Regions from separate parts of the Danio rerio genome. Here regions 2 and 3 are each linked to region 1. Evidence: chromatin contacts called from public Hi-C data. All regions are on one chromosome and are shown on one strand. The core of a region is the stretch at or near the end of the contact, and the rest is flanking DNA. Distances in the headings are between cores, read along the strand shown. Region 1 holds the start of LOC100537744. Region 2 holds the start of kcnh3 (potassium voltage-gated channel, subfamily H (eag-related), member 3). Region 3 holds the start of plekhm3 (pleckstrin homology domain containing, family M, member 3).

Region 1 (3,124 bases), core at 420-2,919:
GCACTACTGACCTGTAGGTGAGATTAGGGAAGCCCTGCACTGCTCTCGCCTCCTCCACCTGTGATTCACTGACATCAATGCCCACCACCTGCTGAAAGTATGGTGTCAGAGGGCGAGAGGTTTGCCCTGTCCCGCAGCCTAAATCCACAGCCAGCTGATGGGGCTTTCCTTTCTGTGAAAATTGTTTTAATCAATGAATATTATATTTGAGACAATTTAAAAGATCAAATGTAAATTACTTAAGTAAAAATGTTCCGTTAACTCTAGTTTAATTCTGTTAAACTAGAATTACTGAAATGAAAACGACTGTAAGAAAAAAAAAACATTAATGAAGCGAAAATGTACAGCAAAAAAAAAATAATAATAATAATAAATAACTATTTAAAATATGCAAAACTATAAATCTTTGCTTGAGGGCACTTAAGTCAATTTTTTTATTTTAAGATGAACTATCCCTTCAAAAAAAAAAAAAAAACACCACATTCTTTTCAAGAATTAAAGCAACTTTAAAATTGTAATAATTAACGTTAATTATTAAATTAATGTCATCGTTAGGATGGGTCGAAGAATGTTTATTATCAAAAGCACAAGAATTATTATAATTATTAATGTAAATTAAGTTTAGCCCTATTATTTTACCAAGATGCATAACATGTAGATTATTTAACTATATAATGTAGGCGATTCATATTTTGGAAGGGCCTTAATAAACGTACTGATTCAGCTGTCGTGCACACAAAACCTCGAACAAAACCTCGCGGCTGATCTTACCTTTTTGTCCAGATACTGAAGAATAAGCTCCTTCAGCTCATCCGGTGGTGCGAATCGATATTGTTGATAGAGGGAGGCATGTTGTTTCTCTTCAAACATTCGTTCAGTCATTTTTCTTTAACGGCAAGTCTTTAGACGAACATTCAGAGTAAAGTTAATTCTGCACTTCTGCAGAGTTAATTATTACTGGATACTGAAGAGGCGAAACACGAATACGAGTTCATGTCAAATGGGTGGGAACAAAACGACTGCTAAGTCATGGTTTTGGTCATAATCGAGAATGACGTGGGTAGGTGGCTTAAGCTATTCTGAATAGCATACTACAGTACTACCCCATACTACTACTACTTCTGTCGTGCAGTATAACAATACAGTAGGCGTTTCAAGAGTCGATTCATTTACGTTGTAGTTAATGTTCATGCGAATCGTTTCTTTAGATTTGTCCGTTTACAGACAGACGTATGTCACTTCATCAACGCTGCTCTCTGAAGAGACTCGGGCATCCACTGGGCAAAGTTATTAAACAACAAAATATGAACTGTAATAAGATTTGCAGTTACGGAAGTCGCCATATTTTATGTTTACTTTTCCCAGTGTCATTCACGAGTTGTCGCGAGAGTTCAAAACGTTTTTTTTATTGCATATTATTTTACTTTTTTTACTACCATAATTCAGTTTAAATAGTCTCGTTTGACGTTTTTATTTTCATTCACTGTTTGTGAAATTAAAGTGGGAAGCTACTTGTTTTTTTACGCTAACGTTACATGTGTTTTTTATGATGGTGAAATAAAACAAATATAAAACAAACCGTTTGTTCAGAATGAAAATACCTTCATGCACTTGAGTATAATATGTTGTAAAAAAATGTTAAAACGTTTTTTTTTTTTTTTCAAGTAGGTCGCGCAATAAAACATACTTTTTTCTTGTTGAAACATAGCCAGCAGAGGGCAGTATTTACACATTTTTAGCCCTTTATAACACAAAATAGATCCAAATTAATCCCCAGGAATCATACATTCGTACAATGTTAAAAAAAATAAATCGACCAAACAACTTCCATATGATAAAAAAAGTCTATATACATGAATGAATAAATTAAAATAGATAAATGCATTTAATCCGTACATACAGGGGCGGATTTAGTGATTTGGGAGCCCTAAGCAATTCTAGCCCTGCAAGTGTGAAGAAAAAACACAATGAGACATTTAAAAGACACAAACATAACTGTGATCTTACTTAATCTAAGTTTAACTTTGCTATGTGAAATGTTTTATGTGCCATTTTCAGTTAATCTGTTTTCAAATATAAAATGATGCTGCTGATAAATACCTTATCTTAAGCAAATAGTCTACAATGTCAGTACTGTATGTTGTGTTTAACATCTGTCTTGATTATTAAAAGCATTCATTTATTCATTCATTTCCTTTTCGGCTTAATCCCTTTTAAAAACATTACAGTATATACTTGTAATAAATAGATATTTCAGTAGATGCAGTCATTCAAAAATTATATAATTGTAAATTTGCACATCATTGTTTCAAAACACGTTTCCTCTTTGCAAGAAAAGCTAACACACTTGTGTCCATCTTTTTAAAAAAAGAAGAAAGGAAAATATATTTTTTACTTCCTCTTTCTCTGCACTTCCTCTTTCTAAAAAAGACAGAAAACACCATGTACTTCACAATTTTGATATTAATGTTTTTAAGTGGATTTTGTTACAGCTCTCAACTAGGTGAGTGTTACTAACCAGATTCTAAATAAACAATATTTATTTTCTTAATTTTGTATTATTTTACTGATTAGTGGGTGTATTCTGTCTGTAAACTGAGGTATGGTTAGCTACAGGAAAATCTGAGTTATCTAAACCAGAACATTTAACTTTAACAATGCTCCGTGCTTTAATTAGATTTTTGATTTGCTGTACATAAATCTAGCCAGATTACTGCAATATTTATTTTTAAATGAACATTTTATATGGAAACAACAATCATGCCAGTACTGTAAATGTCACTGATTAATCCAAACCAACCACCAAAATAACAATTTTAATCTTTCATCAGTCAGTTGCTGTAATAATTCAATATACTGTACTTTCTAATAGTTTTTTTTAACCAATACAGTGTATCTACCAAGGCAAGCAGTCAAGACCAAAGATGAAGGTTGATTAAGTTTTTTCTTTCTACTGTAATATTGTATCTATTTATAAAACAAAAAATATATATTTGTGTGTATGTGTGTTTGTGTGTGTGCGCGCGCATGCATGTGTCTGTTTATCCTAATGCTTAGAAAGGCTGATAAATACAAAATGTATTTGTGCAAAGTCCTCAGCTAATTTACTTGGTGTGTTTGGATT
Region 2 (3,124 bases), core at 333-2,832, 580 kb after region 1:
GAGAGAGAGAGAGAGAGAGAGAGAGAGAGAGAGAGAGAGAGAGAGAGAGAGGGAGAGAGAAAGGCCCAGAAGAGGAGAGAGAGGGGAGAGAAGAGGTATAGTGTCTGTGATTTCGGATACTTTTAGGTTTATAATCAAGTCTTCATGACGAGAAGAGTAGAGAAAATACAGGGAGAGGAGGAGAGAGACAGTAAACCAGTGTTTGTATTATGAAAGACTCAGATTCATAGAACTCAGATTCATAGAACTGGATTGGAGAAGCATTGTGCGTTATATGCCATGGCAATAATATGCTTTATAAGTTTGTAAAAGCAATACACTAAAATACCCTTAAAAAATATATATATATATTAAAATATATTAAAAAATAATATATATATATATATATATATATATATATATATATATATATATATATATATATATATATATATATATATGTATATGTAGTTTTATTAGTATTTTTATTTAATGCTTTGAAAAATAATTTAAATCTTTGCAGACTATAAATACATATGTACTATATATTATTTATTTAAATATGTGGGCAACAAATTATAGATTCATTTTATTTAAAAATTATTATATTATTCTTATTTTTTAAATTCAACTATAGGGGTGCGGCCAGGTAGGGGGCCTTACAAGATAATGTGCCCAGGGGCCCCTGAGTTCTTAATCCGGGCCTGCCTGTAGCCATTAACACCCAAAGTTGGAAAAACAAATATTATTGAAGTCAATATAGTAACAGTTGTCCTGTCCACCCATTTTTAAAATTAACTATCCCTTTCTAAAAAATCTGCGTTTGTAATATTGTTTTTAAAACTTTGTGTCTGTTTTTTTATATTTATTATGTTTTGCGGCTGTTTTTATCTGTTTTACAATTATTATGTTTTGAGTTAATTGGCAAGTTTTATATTTCGTTAGTTAATCTTAAACTGTGATTGGTTACATCTATTCAACTAGTAGAAAAGTATCACATACCACGTGATTAATGCAATGCCTCGTCTGTGTAGTTAATTATTTTTTACACATAATAAACAACATTTACACGAACTTATAACTATTTATATATAAAACTAAAAACAAAAAGAAGAGCTGAAAATTAAAATTTTGTTGTACCAATCGAATTCAATCCTAACGTTACATGACAATTGACCATTAGTTACCGCCAACGTGATCAAGCCCTGCCTGTTTTGGAAGACTTCGGTGCATTTCCACTCACCTTTATCGCATTTCGGTGATCCTTTCTTCTAATCTACCAATTTTTATCATCGGCTAACGTTAACGTTACATGCGGTTCACATTGTAGAATAAGCTAAATGTAATGGCGTGTCATAAAAGTACGCCACGTTTTGACGCCAACAAACAGAATAAAACGCGGTTCCTCTAAACTCAAAATAAATGGTTGATATATTTATCAAACTTCCCGGAAGGTGGAATGTGACGTTAAGTATGTAAAATAGGTAACGTTAAGAAAGATACATGTTCATACAACCTCCAAACCGCATTCTGTTTCTTGAAGAGTCCATATGCTCAAATCACGCTGCTCTCAATGTGCTGAAACTGTGTTTCTCCTCTATTTTAGCAGTAAGGAGGAGAGCCCATGAAAACGAGCAGTTTGTTTGACATCTCCTGAGTGAATGCAGAATTTAAACTTGACGGTAGGTGTCGCTATTTCATCACTCAATTTATAGTAGGTCCCCTGTGATTGCCACAGTCTGCCACAACCCAATGTCCTTACCGTCCTGAAGCCTTTTCTTTTCATTATATTATTTTTGCAATGTAAATATCTCTGAGGTAAGATAACCATAAGTGGCAAAGTGTGTAACAAGACACAAGTTAAGAAAAATGTATATGACCTATTAATAAGCTAGTTTAAAGTGTGTCGTCTGTTGGAATATTTCGGGCATCTGGAATGTGAGTCCGCTGGCCAAGGTGACATAACTTTTAGGACAGCGAGTTTAAGATTTGCACTGCACATATATGACTTATTTAAATAAGGCCTATTATGCTGTGATAGTTTAAAGTGTAGCATATGTTTATATGAAATATTTCTACCTCACAGGCGAGCGAAATTGTCAATCTTATTATATGCACAGTGTCTAGAGACTGCAATTTCTTTAACTGCACAGGAAAATGACAACAAACCCCATTCCCCCTCGTTACTCTGTTATTGTTGACAGCAAATCAAATATAAAAGAGCAAGTCAGGGATACCAGCAGAACACTTCTGCACACACTGTTTGATTTATCAAGGATGCTAGATGCTATGGATCTGGTTTAAAACACAGGTTGTTTGTGTTTTGAAATGTTTTAATTAAAGTTGTCAAGTGTTGTAATTTTCAGCTATTCAAATACTTGTATTTGTCCTTGACTCAACATGATTTATCGTATATTACTTTAGCCTACTTGCTTTTTTCATAAATAAAAACATGGTTTCAAGAAAAAAAATATTTCGTAGGTTGTACAATATCTGATCTGAACCCAAAGTTCCCTTCATATGTTTTCTGTTATGCTATTTATTCAAAAATATTTTAAAAGGAATAACAGGTTTTGCTAACTACTTTTCAGTGTCAGCATTATGTTTAATAATTTAAGATATTTTTCATTGAAAAGAATCTGCTGTTTAAGCTGAATAGAGAATCTTCCATAAATAATAAAAACACAATGAACTAGTAGAAGGATCCTCACCAGACTCTGCTCACCACGTGACATGACATCTGCTGGTTATAGCAACTAGAGAAAACCAGTAATATAGATGTAGAGAAGGGATCGTGGTGGCACACCGGAGTCCACACGGCATCAGTGCGCAGTCGCTTCACCAGTCAGAGCTTCTGTCTCCAACGCTGCCGTTACGCACAGGTTCATCTCGTCTCCAAACACCTGATTTACAGAGACACGTACGCGGATTTTCACCCTCTCTATGAAAGAATGTAAGGCAGATATGTAGGCTTTCCTCTGAAGGATATGGTCACTGTTAAGCTGCCAAAGTGGAGCCGCGCGTATCACGGATCGGGGCGCTCCTGCAGGGTCTAGGATGCGCGCCCGGAACATCCCGATTCTTACCCGGGTTCGGGGCTGAGCAGGACTCCGCTGCCCCTGCTGGGCGCAGAGGCGGGAGGAGG
Region 3 (3,124 bases), core at 452-2,951, 550 kb after region 1:
CAAAAACTATACGTCAAACATTGAAGTAAAGATGGTTTTATAATTGGACATTCATTCAGTGACAACTTGTGACATGCTCCCTTTATTGTTTACTTTGAATATTCGATTTGAAATCACAAAACAACATTAGCACTATTTACTTGACTCCAAACAATGTTCTTGTATTGTATTGTAGTGTTTATTGTATGTTTTACATCAGTACAACTGATAACCTTTACATGTGTGTGCTTTTTTTCCTTTTAAACCCAAAGTTGTAGCATCATGTTACTATATGTATAAGAGAACTAAAAAAAAAAACAGAGAAATGTGGGGGAAGGGGCAAAAAACAGAAAGAAGAGAAAGAAAAGAAGAAAAAAAAAGTAAAAAAATAAAAATTAAAGCAAACATATTTGAAGTGTTTTTAATAACGGTTCAATCACTGCTCTCTTTATAAAGTACTCAATAAATGGATTCCATACTACATGGAAATTCTTTGGAAATTCTGTTTTATTTTTAGGGAAAGCCTTAGCTTCTCAAGTTCTAGACAGGACATGACATCTTTTATTATTGTGGAGAAACATGGAGGATCTTTAAGTTTCCAATTTAGTAAAATCAATCTACGTGCCAAAAGGGTAATAATTCTAATCACTGTACGTTGATTATTAGATAAATCTGAATTATCACTGACACCAAATATAGCTAAAAGAGGCCCAGGGTATATTTGTTTTCCCACCACTTCTGATGTTAATTCAAAAACTGAAATCCAATAATTAACAATTTTAGAACAACTCCAAAACATATGACCAAGCGATGCCTGGGTTTGATTGCATCTATCACATAGTGGGTCTATGACAGGGAACATCTTAAGAGAGCTTTAATTTAGGTAAGTGGAGTCTGTGCAGAATCTTAGATTGTATTAAACCATGTCTGATACACACTGAACTAGAATGAACTTGTTCATGTGCTTCCTCCCATTACCAATTTTCAATTTCTGCTCCGAGATCCTCTTCCCATGCCATTTTGAGATGCTCTAAAACAATGTTATACTTTGATAATCATTGTCTGCTAGTATGATTTAATTTTTTAGAAATAATCATTTGCAAATAATATTTTTTTGTGAAATTATGTTATTAAGGAGAAAGATTGAATGTGTGAATATAAACTAACTTCACCTCTATATGTAAAACTACGAGCTATGCTGCTCTTACATGCATCTGCCTGTTTACACCAGAAGCTATTTACAAATGATAAACATTAGAAAATACTTAAACCGACAAGATTCATGAACAATCATATTTCATATCTTGTGAGAACTGCCATGGCACATTACTTGCAGTTAAAATCAAACAAGAAAGCAGCAGGTAATATACACGTGAATTTCAATTATATGTCTAGGTTTGAACAAAGTCTAACATTCATGCGTGTTTCTTATAAAATAATTGGTGCTTTAATTCACAAGTCGCTGAGTTTATCAGTTCAGCCGATGACTTCATGCTGCTAGTTAGCACACCGCTACATCATCTGCCAATGACATTTGTGTCATCTGAACGCGTTAACCTCCAGGCGATTATAACAGGTTTATGTTTTGGTTATAATGAGATAATCGCTAAAATAATACGTGCGCACATGTAAAGCGCGAGAAACGGTTAATTAATACGGGAAAATGACTCACCCGATACTGTTTACAATCTGTCACATTCAGTTCCGTCAGCGGAAATGCTCACCGGGTGAAACAACATCCAGCGATAAATGGTTCCGATTGCCGTTTTTTATGTACAAATGTCGTTTTTAAATGAAAACATCACAAAAAGTATCATGGTATTCCTTGATGCATCTTGGGCTACAAAATAAATTCATGGTTCATGGATATAATAGTTAACTTCCAGAAAAATGTGATAGCCTACTACAGAGTCTGATATTATCACAGAATAATGACTCCACAACATCATATATATATATATATATATATATATATATATATATATATATATATATATATATATATATATATATATATATATATATATATATATATATATATATATATATATATATATATATATATATATATATATATATATATCTGTGCCACAACATTGTTTCCTTCGATCATAATCTGCAAGTGTACCTGAAATCTACCATGTCAAGAAGTTACAGTAACGTCAAAAATGTCAAAACTCTTTCTTAAACTCTTATATTATATATTTATTTGTATTTTAATACAAATAGTCTACTATGGTTTTATTATGGTTAGTGTCAGTGGTGTAATCCTAAAATTAAAAAGGCTGGTGTAGCCTACTATAACACCCATCCTAATTTTTAAATGAAAGTACTCAAAATAAAAAAATTAAAAAATACGAAAGTCAATGTTTCTTTGACTCATTAATATCAGTTACCTGTATCTATTAACTTCCATGAAATGAAAAACAAATATGTCAATGCTGTGGCACAGAAGGAAGTGAAGGTCACTGGTTCAAGCCTCGGCTGGGTCAGTTGGTGCTTCTGTGTGGAATTTGCATCTTCTCCCTGCATTTGCGTGGGTTTCCTTTGGGTGCTCTGGTTTCCCCCACAGTCCAAAGACATGCGGTACAGGTGAATTGGGTTGGCTAAATTGTCCGTAGTGTATGAGTATTAATGAGTTGTTTGGATGTTTCCCAGAGATGGGTTGTAGCTGGAAGGGCATCTGCTGCATAAAACATGTGCTAGATAAGTTGGTGGTTCATTCCGCTGTGGCGACCCCAGATTAATAAATGGACTAAGCCGAAAATAAAATAAATGAATGTCAATGTAAGTCAATAGTTACAGGATCAGCAAATCAGCTAAACAAGCGAGTATACGAGGGTATACTTAGAATAATTGTATATGTATAGAATGTATCTTGTATCTTGAGTATGTGTATATGCATGGAGTGTATATGTATAGGATGTATCGAGTGTGTATATATGTAAGGAGTATATGTGTATGATGTTTATGTGATTCTCGTATAAACACCCACATTTACACACACACACACATACATATAAACTCGCAGCATGCAAACACACTACTACACACTTGCATATACATATAAACTCGATTCTCGCATAAACACCGACATTTACACACACACACGCATACATTTAAACTCGCGGCACTCGATCCATGC

The links. Hi-C and Micro-C count contacts between places; a contact is called where the count stands out from the background.
Region 2: a Hi-C map of hematopoietic stem cells shows a contact between it and region 1, with 3 times the contacts expected there. The contact joins the promoter of kcnh3 here to the promoter of LOC100537744 in region 1. A contact is called at or near these places in 2 of 18 Hi-C or Micro-C datasets (caudal fin and hematopoietic stem cells) and 1 of 4 datasets of contacts at active chromatin or transcription factors (caudal fin).
Region 3: a Hi-C map of an unstated tissue shows a contact between it and region 1, with 6 times the contacts expected there. The contact joins the promoter of plekhm3 here to the promoter of LOC100537744 in region 1. A contact is called at or near these places in 3 of 18 Hi-C or Micro-C datasets (caudal fin, embryo and an unstated tissue).

The regions. Positions count from the first base shown.
Region 1 is chr9:30,358,453-30,361,576 of GRCz12tu, reverse strand. LOC100537744 reads left to right here and starts at 1,669. Exons shown (of 8, transcript XM_073912777.1): 1 at 1,669-2,503. The coding sequence starts at 2,443. zgc:162396 reads right to left here and starts at 1,010. Exons shown (of 6, transcript NM_001044782.2): 1 at 772-1,010; 2 at 12-172. The coding sequence starts at 882.
Region 2 is chr9:29,777,099-29,780,222 of GRCz12tu, reverse strand. kcnh3 (potassium voltage-gated channel, subfamily H (eag-related), member 3) reads left to right here and starts at 1,582. Exons shown (of 15, transcript XM_073912773.1): 1 at 1,582-1,661. idh1 (isocitrate dehydrogenase (NADP(+)) 1) reads right to left here and starts at 1,624. Exons shown (of 9, transcript NM_201499.1): 1 at 1,496-1,624. The coding sequence starts at 1,529.
Region 3 is chr9:29,812,985-29,816,108 of GRCz12tu, reverse strand. plekhm3 (pleckstrin homology domain containing, family M, member 3) reads right to left here and starts at 1,701. Exons shown (of 8, transcript XM_021474190.3): 1 at 1,652-1,701.